4 separate regions of the Sus scrofa genome follow, and all the other regions are linked to region 1. The links are chromatin contacts, called in public HiChIP or PLAC-seq and promoter capture Hi-C maps. All regions are on one chromosome and are shown on one strand. Each heading gives the region's core, a stretch centred on a gene start, on an enhancer-like site or on the middle of the called end of the contact. The rest is flanking DNA. Distances are from core to core; before and after follow the strand shown.

Region 1 (2,921 bases), core at 232-2,731:
ATACCATAAAACTTAGCCCATTTTTTTTCCTTTTCATTTTATCTTGATATTACTTTCTTATGTATTTCACATGCTTTTCCTGGTTAAGTTATACACAAAGTTTTGACTCATCAGCTTACGTTTTGAACATATCAAATTTTACTTACTCTGCTACTGAGATTTCTTTTGTGGTCATTTCTGAGTCCAACTTTTCTAAGTCTTACTGGTCTAGAACATTGGTTCTCCCTGGTTAAGCCCAGAACCATCTGAGCCATTTGCAGTTTTACCTGTTTATCTTGTGTTATTTGTATCTAGAATGTTACCAGTTGGAAAAGGACTGATAGCTTGTATTTGTTTCTTAGCTAAGTCTTAACTGTCAGAAATGTAACAAGAAGGAGTAAGGTGAAAGGTTAATGAATAGGAACTGCACAGAAATAGGAAGGGCTGAAAAAGAGTATGAAAAAAACATCAAGTCCAAACATCCTGCTTGGTTCTATCAGTTCCTCTAAGTGTTACATCAGACTAGACAGCTGGCTCAAGGTGAAAGATTTCTTTACAATTCGAGACTAAATTCATGACCGATTTCCTTTGGAAACGAACAGTTGGGTAAAAGGGGGCTGATGAAGCATCGAAACGTTGGAGGCTTTTTTCCAGAAGTCATCAGGGTCATTTAAAGAGCTTTGGAAAAAGTAGAGCTTTAGGAGAAGGGGCAGCTGTCTTAAAATTATTTCAAGGGCACTGATGTCTATTCCTGGAACCTTTTCCTAAGAGAGTAAGGCATTTCGGTTTCTTGGAATGACTGAATTACACAAGCATGCCCAAGACTAAGCAATTTCAGAAAATAAGCAGTTGTCAAAACACTATGAATTACTTAGCGATAAAACCTGAGAGTGGTGGTGGGCGAAGGGTATGCTGCTAGGGGTACACAGACGACTTCAGCTGCATTTATGTTCCTTCGTTCCTTAACTTGCTTTTTGGAACACTCGTGGTTGTGGTAGTCCTATGGTCTATGCATTCTGGTATTTTGAAAACACTACAAAATTTTTGGAGGGTAACTAAGCACCCGGCAGCTCCGCGGAATCGTGACAACAAACGATAAATACAGTAAATATGCGTTACCCACAGACCTACGAGAGCCAACGTCCAGGCCGCGGTCTCCACGGCGGGCAGATCCCGTTCGGGCTGGGGGACCCTCCCCACGCCTCGCCCCACCGCGTCCCCTCGCCGGGTCGCCCTGACAGCTCGGCTGCCACGTGAGCAGCAGCCGTGGCCCCCGCGTCGAGCGCCCGGCCTCCCGCCTCACCTGCCCCGTCCACTGGTCCGCGCCTCCACCGCAGCGCCAGACAGCAGTGCCGCGGGCCGAGGTGCCGGGTACCCGCCGTGCGCACCTCGCCAGCTCTCTCCGAGTCGGACCGCTGCGGCGCCCAGCGGCAGGAAGCGGCTCCGCTCAAACCGGTTTCAGCTGCTCCAGACCAAACCGCCAGGCCATCCCGCGGGGCGGGGCTGGAGGGCTGGCGGGCGGGGCCTGACGTCACGCCCGGCGCCGTCCGAACCAATAGGCGCCCGCGCGTGAGGGGCGGGCCGCGCGAGTTCCTGGAAAGGGCCCGCATCGTCAATCGGTGGTGGCCGGGCATCCCCGGGGTCCCCGGCGTCTGCCTTTTCCGTTGGCTGGAATCCGCCGCGGGTGGCGGCGCCGAGCAGGCCTGGCTTGGGTTCATAGATGCCTATCTTGGAACTCTTAAGTATTAAGACAACCTAGACTAGGACGTGGAGCTGCAATTATAAATTGCATTTTTCCTCATCGGAAAGCGAGAGAAATGAGCAGGCCTGACCTCAGGAACTTTTCCTCCGTTCCAAATTAACAAGCACACTTGGGTCAGATCTTTAGGGTTAAGAAGGAGAATTAAGTGACCTAAGATGGTTGAGCGTTTACAACATTCGCTGCGAAAGCTTGATATTCCAAGCCAGCAGTATCACCTGGGAGCGATCAGAATTGCTCTATTGGGATCCTCTGCCTATTCGAATTGCGTTTAACAAGATCCCCAGATTATTTGTATGTAAATTAAAGTTTGAAGGAAATTTTATGGAAGCTGGAAAAAGTAGCAAAAAATTGTAGTTTAATTTCTGGGGGAAAAAATGAGCTATATTAAGAAAAAAAAAAAAAAAAGCGAGGAGTTCCCATAGTGGCACAGCGGAAACGAATCCGACTAGGAACCATGAGGTTTCGGGTTCCAACCCTGGCCTCGCTCAGTGGGTTAAGGAACCGGGTTGCCCTGAGCTGTGGTGTAGGTTGCAGACGGGGCTGGAATCTGGGGGTTGCTATTGCTCTGGTAAGGCCAGCAGCTGTAGCTCTGATTAGACCCCTAGCATGGGAACTTCCATGTGCCAGGCGTGGGGCCCTAAAAAGACAAGAAAAAAAAGTGAAGTTTTTTTTTCTCTTTTGATGGTCCCAGAAAAATGAGTTAATCAGCATTTGCCACTCACCCAACTTAACATTTTCCAGCATCAAGGTTAACCACTGATTAATTCCTGAAAGAAAATTTTATCAGGTTTTATTTAATCATTTAAATCAAGTGTGATACCGAAAATTTACAAAGAACCGTCTTGGAGTTCCCACTGTGGCATAAGGGGATCAGGGATTTGGGGAGTGCTGGGGTGTGGATTTGACCCCTAGTTGGACACAGTGGGTTAAGGATACGGCATTGCTGAGCTGCAGCTTAAGTCACAACTATGGCACGGATCTGATCCCTGGCTGGGGAACTCCATGTGCTGCAGGGAAGCAAAAAAAAAAAAAACCCAAAAAACAAAACAATAATAATAAAATTGGAGTTCCTGTTGTGGTGCAGTGGTTAAAAAATCCGACTAGGAACCATGAGGTTGCAGGTTCAGTCCCTTGCCTTGCTCAGTGGGTTAAGGATCTGGCGTTGCCGTGAGCTGTGGTG
Region 2 (2,921 bases), core at 176-2,675, 380 kb after region 1:
TATGGAAATTCCCAGACTAGGGGTTGAATTAGAACTGCAGCTGCCAGCCTATACCACAGCCACAGCAATGCCAAATCCAAGCCGTGTCTTCCACCTACATCACAGCTCAAGCCAATGCTGTGTCCTTAATCCACTGAGTGCAGCCAGGGACCAAACCGCATCCTCATGGTACTAGTAGGGTTCTTAACCCGCTAAGTCACCACAGGAATTCCACAGAAATTGAAGATTTCTTTTGATAAACACTGGATCAATATGATGTTCATGTTGAATTGGTGTTTCCCAAACTACCTGAACTAAATTTAAGATCAACTTCAGTGTGGGTCTGTTATCACAGACAGGGCTGAGGTGAGGGGTGTAGAGCGCAAGAACCACTCAAATTCACCCTGACAGAACTCAACAAGAAAATAGTTCTGTAACATTGCAATATTAATATATATTAATATATCCATAATCAGTATAATCCATGATATAATTTCTATATGAACTAGTAATGTATAAACATTAGCTAGTCAATTAAAGATGAGCTATTCTTAAGTTATTTTGGCTATTTCCCTAATAAGCACGTTTCTTAACCTAAGCCTTAATTTCCTTATCTGTAAAAAGTTGCTAATGAAACCCATCCTAGAGTTGTCAAGAATTTTACTTGTTTTTTTGTTTGTTTTGTCTTTTTGCCTTTTCTAGGGCCACTCCTGCCGCACATGGAGGTTCCCAGGCTAAGGGTCCAATCGGAGCTGCAGCCACCGGCCTTCGCCAGAGCCACAGCAACGCGGTATACAAGCTGCGTCTGCAACCTACACCACAGCTCATGGCAAGGCCGGATCCTTAATCCACTGAGCAAGGCAGGGATCGAACCCTCAACCTCATGGTTCCTAGTCGGATTCTTGAACCACTGCGCCACGACGGGAACTGGGGAGTTTTAAACAGGATGATGCACTATAGCCTGGCTATAATATAGTCAACTTTTTTCCAGGTAGACGACTGCTTTCAGGTAAAGTAATTGCTATTACTGACATTTTTTAATACCTTTTTTTTTGACATCCGACGCGAAAAGAAGGGAAGAACAGAGATCTAGGATGAAATACTTTCTCTATACCATGCATTTTAGTAAACACATTTTAGGCTCCCAGGAGGCCCCCCGCAGCCGTGCACACCCGGGCTCCTGTCTTTTCGGGCCACAGCGGCCGAGCTGTCGTCCTTCCCTGCCTGTTCCCCTCTTCGCCGCCACACCCCCTACCCTACTCCCACTCCCACCAACAGACCCCGGAACTGACCCGTGGGCGTCAGACGGCGCCGCGCCGGGCAGCTAACCGGATGCCCACGGGACTTAATGGCACGCGACATCTGCCGCTACCGCCGGGGGCGCCGGGAAGCCCATAGGCAACGGTGTCGCAAAAGCGTCGCGAAGGCGTCCGTCCTTGGCGGCTGCAGGCCACCTGTGTAAGTCGAACGTGCTGGGGTTTGATAATCAGCATGGAGGCGGGCGAGGTCCTCCGACGTTGCGGGGGCCGAATGGAGAAGCCGCTCGCCGGTGCCCCGGGCTGCTGAGCTCCCGCCGCTCCCCGCGGCTCGGCCGCCCAGCCATGCTAGCCTCGCGGGTGGCGCGCGCCTCGTGGGGGACCCTGCGCGTCGCCGCATGGGCGCCGGGAGTACGGCCAGGCAAGGGGCGCGCCCGCGGGGCAGTGCTGCCTGCCGCGTCCTGCTGCCTGGGCTGCCTGGCAGAGCGCTGGTGGCTGCGCCCGACCGCGCTCGGCCTACGCTTGCCCGGGACCGGCCCGCGGGCCCATTGCTCGGGATCGCGGAAGGCGGCCCCTGGGTCTGCGGCTGGAGAGGACGTCGCCGCCGAGGCCCGGAGCGGCCGGTGGGGTCCGGCGAGCGCCCCCAGCCTGGTACGTACCGAGGAGGAGGCGGAGGGGCGACTCTGCGTCGGAGTGGTCCGCTCGGTCGGAGCTGGGTTCCGGACGCTAATAACGTGTTCTGACCCGCCACGTTCAATGCTTCTGTTTCAAAACTTTTGTAGCGTTCCCTGAAGAGAAGTTTTGAGCTGGTCGTTCTGTTGGAATGAATTTAAGGGGTACCAACCAGGTGCTCCTTGAGTCTGGGTGGTCAGGTTAAATCTCCCCCTCTGTCCAACAGGTAGCTGAACGCCTCTTTGGATATTGCATAGGTGAAAAAATAGCCTTCACCTGTCGTATTAAAAGCGCATTTTGAATTTTCGGGAGCGAATCGCCAATATGTAGGGCAAGTCTCTGGGAATCTTCGGAAAGGTATACAGGCCTTTCTCTTTGCTTGTGCAAGTTTGGTTAACTATCATTTGACCTTTGGTAACAACATATTGTGGGGTGAAGAATAACTAATTTAAATCGTAATTGAAAGGGCCTTTAACTTTTAATTATCGAGAAAAGTTAAAACTCTCTTTCTGAGGGAATGAAAGAAAAGATTTGTCTGCTTACCCTTTGATATGCTGACCAAACAGAAGACCTCAGTGCATGAGTGTGGGAGAGGTTTTGATGTCATGTTAGCAAGACTCATGCAATTATTACATCTTCAATTGTTAGGTCTTCAGTGGGCCCCTGTGTTGCTTTCATCAGTTGTACAGCATGGGTTGGGGTGGCCACATCCTGGCAGGGGTCTCAGCTCCATTAATAGCTAAAGCATGTTGCGGTTTGAATGCCGGCTGCTTTGAGGTTGCCATATCCTGGCTGAAGTCCTTCCCAGAATGGCAGTAGTTGGTCGAGTATGCCACAGGTTATCTGGTTGAGTAATTTGAGATTAGCTCTCTAAATTTTAATTTAGAAACTTTTTACAGATTTAATGATTAGAAGTTAATGAGGTATTTTGTTTTTAATTGAAATATTTTCTGTGGAGCTGCAAAGAATCCCTTTCACTATTCAGGAACATTCAGTCTGGCTTATTCACCAAAC
Region 3 (2,921 bases), core at 237-2,736, 330 kb before region 1:
TCACTGGAATTCCAAGTTGCTCAACATCTAAATCCATTAACTTCATTTCATAGTCTGAAACCTTTTCCTGATCTACCAAAAGAAAGCAAACGATGAAGAAAAACATGTAGGTTTATAATTGTGATAAATTTTACAATTACCACAAACTATCTTAAATTTCTCTCAGCTTTGGGAAATAAAGACACTGCATTCTAATCTCCTCTAGCATTAACTCAGAAGGGTGTAACTTACTTGGAGCTTCAAACACTAGTGCCAAGGTGTCTGCATTATCTTCTGCCCTTAGCGTAATGATGTCTTCATTGCCAGCACATTTTAGTATTTTGGACATGCTGGAACACAGGAGACAAGAGTTTAAAATCGACACCATCTTCTCAAGATCGTTAGCTTTCTAACTCAATTAAAACCATGAGTTACCACTTTTAACCACTGGACCACGTGTCGAATTGGCGAGTTTGGGAAACGTACTGCAGGAAGATGTAAGAGAGTCCAGCCGTTTTGGAATGCAATCTGCCAGTATTTATACTTATACGAAAAAGCCCACACCCCACAATGTGCAATTTCGCTTCGGGATATTAAAAAAAAGACCAGTATTTTAGAAAGTACAAATCCCTTTGGTGGGTGAAGTAAATTATTGGGCCGCGACGATCTTAGATTTTAATGTACCCACTGAAGCACCAGTCTATTATATTGAGTGTAGCACGGGTAAACACTTTTCACAAGCTTTAAAACTTAAACATGTGTATGTACTAGGAAAGGTAGTGATCAAAAAGTTTAAAACCACTGTCCTTCCTGGAGAAATTTTTCCTCAAATCCAGGATCTTAGGATGTTCACTGCAACTTTGCGGTAAAAAAGTAAGCTATTGTCCATATCACGGCGACAGAAGTAGGGCAAATTATAAAGCGGCTCATCTAAAGGCGCCTGCAATTAATAACCAAGGGCTCCGCAACAATCTTTTCCTGGCACCGCGAAGAAGCCCGTCGTTTTCCCGCCACCACTTGCTTTGTGACTTTGGCGCGGAAACAGCCGGTTCGCGCTGCAGTCAGCGCGGGCTTTCCGAACCGCGCGCTCTGCTACTGGTCCCGCCCCCCCGCCCCGCGCCACAGGCCAATAAGAAAGGTGCAGATATCCCACGCCAGCCAATAAGGGCCCGCCTTATGGGCGCTCCCGCCAAGAGCGGAGGTAGGGGTGTCCGCGGGCCCGACAGTCTGCGGCTTCGGGACTCACCTGGTGAGGTTCACGCCCATGGCCAAATTGCGGTCGCAGCGGTACGTGTCGAAGCCCTCGGAGCGCAGGGTGAGCTGCACCAAAGAGACATGAGACGAGTCCATGCTCTGCAGGTTCACGCCGCTGGAGCTGATGTCCCAGCAGGCCTCGTTGATGAGGTCTTTAAGCGCTTCCAGCACCTTCTTCAGGATAGAGCCCTGGACCAGGCGCGCCTCGAACATGGTGGTGGAATCACAACGACGCGGCTACAGGTGGAAGAAAGAAGGAAGGAGTAGCCGGCTTAGGCTTCAGAAGTTGAGAGAGAGCAGGAAAACACCACAACAGAGCCTGAACCGGAGGACGCACACTGCCAGCCGGCCGCGCCTGCAGCGGTTTAATACAGCCGCGTCTGCGAGCGCGCGCTACGCCCCCACGCCCTTCATGGCTACGTCACCACGCTGCCCCGCCCACTGCCTGGGCGGAGAGGCTGCGGAGCCAATCGTGTCCCTGCTCCACATGAAGCCCGTCCCACCCCGAACATCCATTGGAGAGTGTGGGCGTAGGGGCGGGGCAGGAATCTTGCGCCTAACGAGGGCCTGCTGATAGGCATCCTGCGGGGCTCCCCGCCTTTTTGTCGTGTTCCGGCGCCCGGACGTTAGACAAGTCGGGGCAAGTGTGAAGGTCAGGCCTAGGCTTGGGGGGGGGTCGTTGAGGTGGCTTTGTGGTGCCTCATCAATTTCCCGCTTGAGGGATGGGACATTTACAGCCTTGAAAGTGAAGGTGAAACGGAAATCCAGCCTTCTAGGAGGAAGAGCCACCATGCGCCTAAAGAGTATAGCTACTTTAAATATGCACTTTTTTCCCCCTGCTATTATAGAGTAGCAATTATAGAAGCGTTCCTAAAAGTGAACAATAAAGAGATGTACAGTTATGATTAAAAGAAAACAGTTATCGTGGCTCCCCACTGCCATCGCCTCCCCCACCACACACACACCAAACTATCGTTTACTGCATACAACTTTCTAAGCTTTTTTTTTTGTACAAATGTACTTTTAAAAACAAAATTCAGGAGTTCCCGTCGTGGCGCAGTGGTTAACGAATCCGACTAGGAACCATGAGGTTGCGGGTTCGAACCCTGGCCTTGCTCAGCGGGTTAAGGATCCGGCGTTGCTGTGAGCTGTGGTATAGGTTGCAGATGCGGCTGAGATTCTGAGTTGCTGTGGCTCTGGAGTAGTAGGCTGGTGGCTACAGCTCCGATTGGACCCCTAGCCTGGGAACCTCCATGTGCCGCGGGAGCTGCCCTAGAAAAGACAAAAATAAATAAATAATTAAATAAAAACAAAATTCAGGGAGTTCCCCTAGTAGCGCAGTGGAAACAATCCGATTAGGAACCCTGAGGTTGCGGCTCGATCCCTGGCCTTGCTCAGTGAGTTAAGGATCAGGCGTTGCCGTGAGCTGTGGTGTAGGTCACAGACGCGGCTTGGATCTGGAGTTGCTGTGGCATAGGCCAGCAGCTGTAGCTCGTATTCTACCCGCAGCCTGGGAACTTCCCTATGCCTCGGGCGCGGCCCTGAAAACAAAAAACAAAAAAACGGTTTATACTGTAAACACTTATGCAAAATACTTAACAAAGTATGTTTAATTTTATGCCACGTACTTCTTTTCTACATCATCATCTCTTTAAAAAAAGATTTACCAATTTCTTGTAATTCGGGCA
Region 4 (2,921 bases), core at 226-2,725, 310 kb after region 1:
GTGATTAACATTTAATACTCAAAATATACACTGACATAAACCCCCTCAGAGAGGCTGAAACTCAGCTCAGCCCAGATGTGCATCTTCCCCCACCACATCCTTTGAGTACCCCAGGGCTAGCAGAGTGCCCCTGCGTCTGAGCTAGGCTGGGTTTATCCCTCTGGCAGCTGGTCTGGTAGGCAAAGCAGAGTGTGTCAGGCAAACTGTTTGGCCTAACAGGAGGTCACTGCCCTAGTCAGGAAAAGTGGACCCTGTGTGCTTTGCTGGGAAAAAGTGGTATTTGCAGAGTCTGCTCAGAGAGCCAGGATTGCTTCTGCACAACCAGATGAATGCAGCCTTGAGGAATAGTGAAGGGAGAATCTGGCCTGGGATGTAACTGAGCTCAAAGCTTAATTTTCTAAATAAAATGGAAACTAATGCCATGGCTGCTGCCAAGAAAACTGATGGAAATGTTTCAAAATGACTGTCTAAAGAATATGTTTCAGAAATAGAGATGTCTCCTTAGAAATAAAAAGCTCTTGTCTGAAAGAGCACACTATTGAGAAGTATACTCTAACAATCACATTTCACAATAAAGTAACTTAAAAGGACAATGCAAGAGAGAAACCGAAGTTTCACCTACAGTTACTATACAGCTGTGTAACTCTGAAATCATTCATCCAACTTATGACCTAAGGACTTTGCTGCATTGCTATATTTCAACTAAAAAGTTTAAATAATTAGTATTAGCACTTTTCAAAATTATGTACTTGGAAGCACATACACATTTCCAATCAGAAAATCTGAGAAGAAAAAAGTATTGGTTTCAAGAATACAAAATAAAGTAGTGATGGGGCGTTGGGTGGACTCTGGGAGACAAGGGTGAGATCAGAGGGTGAAGGGGTTCTGTGAGAAGATAGGAAAGAAGACCTCAAGAACCTAGGAAAAGAACTCCGGGACAGGGATGGTGAAAGAGGCAAGGCACCTAAAGCCAAGAATGGGAAAAGAACTCTGTGGAAAGATTAAGCGGGATGCTTAAGACAGGTGGGGTGAAACGGATCCCAGGGGCTGAGAACGGGGTCTTGGATGCAAATGCCTAGGTGCGAAGACCCGAGAGTAGTTAATGAGAGAGAGCGTCTCCTGAAGGTGGGGGCTGGGAAACCATAAGGCCAGAGACCTGACTTACTTTCTCCGCTGGACTTGCACTGCTTTAAACACATCTTCCCGTTTCAGCACCACGAAGTCGCCGTCGCGGATGCAGTGATCCCCGGGATGCAGTGGCTGTGGGCCCGGTTGCTCGTCAGAGCCCTCCATGACGCTCAGCCGATCTCTGAGCTCCGCGGCGTCTCTCTAGTTCCCTCTCCGCCCCTCGTCTAGGGTTGTCGCCGCCGGCGGCCTGGCCTCGCACAAACCGAGGGGACGCCGAGCCCAGAGATCTGCACCTCCCCCACGTGCTGCGCACCGCTTCCGCTTTCCGGTCAGAGCCTCAGGACAACTTCCGGGAGCCTCACAGCTTCCGTCTGGCCGATCTCCTTGATTGGCTGCCCTCCATCTCGCCCCTCCCGTCACGCCGCAGCTACGGGCGGAAGTTGCGTCACAGAAGCGCCAAAAAAGAACTTAGAAGACTGGAGTTAGGTTTCAGACCCTGTTGTGGCTGCCTGAAGTAGACCTATTCGGCGACCCACTGCAGCCTCAGTGGAGAAGCCGAGGTCCCCGAGCAGCTTTGACGTACAATCCTTGGCCCCTCCCGGGGACGTCAGGTAAGCTGAGGGCGAAGAGTCTGCGGGACTTAGGCAGAGTCATCTGAGGAGCTCGGACCGTGGAGTCTCCTCCGCTCCGCCGAGCTTCCCCCAGCTAGGAAGGGAGAGCCAACCCATCCACGAACTAAGAGAGCTCTGTGACCTGTCATCCTTTGCAAGTAAAAACTTAGTCTGAGAAGACTTAAATGAAGCGAGGTATTTGACCAAGCATAGCAGCTCGACGGGCGGGTCCTTGCCTCTTTCTCCAGTCCTACTCCTTAGTAGTTATTCCCACTGTATTACCTCCTTTGAGAAAGATAGGGGACATAGCGTTGTCGAAGGAGAGCTTCAGCCTGGGAATGTGGATAGGAAATTTGAGCTTCGTTCTGTCACCAGTTGATCAGTTAATTTTTTTTAATTTTATTTCATTTTTTATTACTCAAATGAATTTATCACATCTGTAGCTTATAATGATCATAACAGTCTGATTTCACAGGATTTCCATCGCACAGCCCAAGCACATAGTTAATTTTTTTTTTTTTTGCTTCAGTTTCTTGACGTACGATGTGGTCTACATGATTATCAAAGCCATGTTAGTGCCTTAAGATCGTGAACTTGTTTAGTTATTAACGTATTAATTAAATCTTTTTAAATAGAGCTGCGGGAGTTCCCATTGTGGCGCAGCGGAAACGAATCCGACTAGGAACCAAGAGGTTGAGGGTTCGATCCCCGGCCTCGCTCAGTGGTCAAGGATCCGCGTTGCCGTGAGCTGTGGTGTAGGTCACAGACGCGGCTCAGAACTGGCGTTGCTGTGGCGTAGGCTGGCAGCTACAGCTCCAATTAGACCTGTAGCCTGGGAACCTCCATATGCTGTGGATGCAGCTCTAAAAAAAAGGCAAAAGACAAAAATATAAAAATAAGTAAATAAATATAGATGCAGATACGCTGCCTGGTAATGAATTGCGTTAGAGTATGGGTATATTTTTATACATTTTAACCCTTGGGAATGAACTATTGAATTTATAGTTTATTATTGTTTATAGCTGATTAAAATATTATTTATAATGTTTATAAGGTATTAGTTTCAGGTAAACAACATAGTGACCTAATATTTTATGTATTATGTTCCATTCAAAGTTATTATAAGGAGTTCCCATCGTGGCGCAGTGGTTAACGAATCCGACTAGGAACCATGAGGTTGCG

Evidence for each region. Promoter capture Hi-C pulls out the DNA fragments that hold promoters and counts their contacts. HiChIP or PLAC-seq counts read pairs in DNA pulled down with a chosen protein or histone mark.
Region 2: a contact with region 1 is called in a promoter capture Hi-C map of fetal liver, with 2.2 times the contacts expected there. The contact joins the promoter of CRLS1 here to the promoter of GPCPD1 in region 1. A contact is called at or near these places in 1 of 5 promoter capture datasets (fetal liver), 1 of 47 Hi-C or Micro-C datasets (embryonic fibroblasts) and 1 of 2 datasets of contacts at active chromatin or transcription factors (alveolar macrophages).
Region 3: a contact with region 1 is called in an H3K27ac HiChIP or PLAC-seq map of alveolar macrophages. The contact joins the promoter of PCNA here to the promoter of GPCPD1 in region 1. A contact is called at or near these places in 1 of 47 Hi-C or Micro-C datasets (heart right ventricle) and 1 of 2 datasets of contacts at active chromatin or transcription factors (alveolar macrophages).
Region 4: a contact with region 1 is called in an H3K27ac HiChIP or PLAC-seq map of alveolar macrophages. The contact joins the promoter of TRMT6 here to the promoter of GPCPD1 in region 1. A contact is called at or near these places in 1 of 5 promoter capture datasets (liver), 3 of 47 Hi-C or Micro-C datasets (embryonic fibroblasts, heart right ventricle and skeletal muscle) and 1 of 2 datasets of contacts at active chromatin or transcription factors (alveolar macrophages).

What each region holds. Positions count from the first base shown.
Region 1 is chr17:14,474,742-14,477,662 of Sscrofa11.1, forward strand. It overlaps GPCPD1 (glycerophosphocholine phosphodiesterase GPCPD1), which reads right to left and starts at 1,482. Exons shown (of 20, transcript XM_021078049.1): 1 at 1,283-1,482.
Region 2 is chr17:14,858,894-14,861,814 of Sscrofa11.1, forward strand. CRLS1 (cardiolipin synthase (CMP-forming)) reads left to right here and starts at 1,426. Exons shown (of 8, transcript XM_003134243.6): 1 at 1,426-1,886. The coding sequence starts at 1,581.
Region 3 is chr17:14,141,098-14,144,018 of Sscrofa11.1, forward strand. It overlaps PCNA (proliferating cell nuclear antigen), which reads right to left and starts at 1,487. Exons shown (of 6, transcript NM_001291925.1): 1 at 1,226-1,487; 2 at 232-329; 3 at 5-72. The coding sequence starts at 1,446.
Region 4 is chr17:14,788,843-14,791,763 of Sscrofa11.1, forward strand. It overlaps TRMT6 (tRNA (adenine(58)-N(1))-methyltransferase non-catalytic subunit TRM6), which reads right to left and starts at 1,476. Exons shown (of 9, transcript XR_002339863.1): 1 at 1,166-1,476. It overlaps MCM8 (DNA helicase MCM8), which reads left to right and starts at 1,556. Exons shown (of 17, transcript XR_002339862.1): 1 at 1,556-1,739.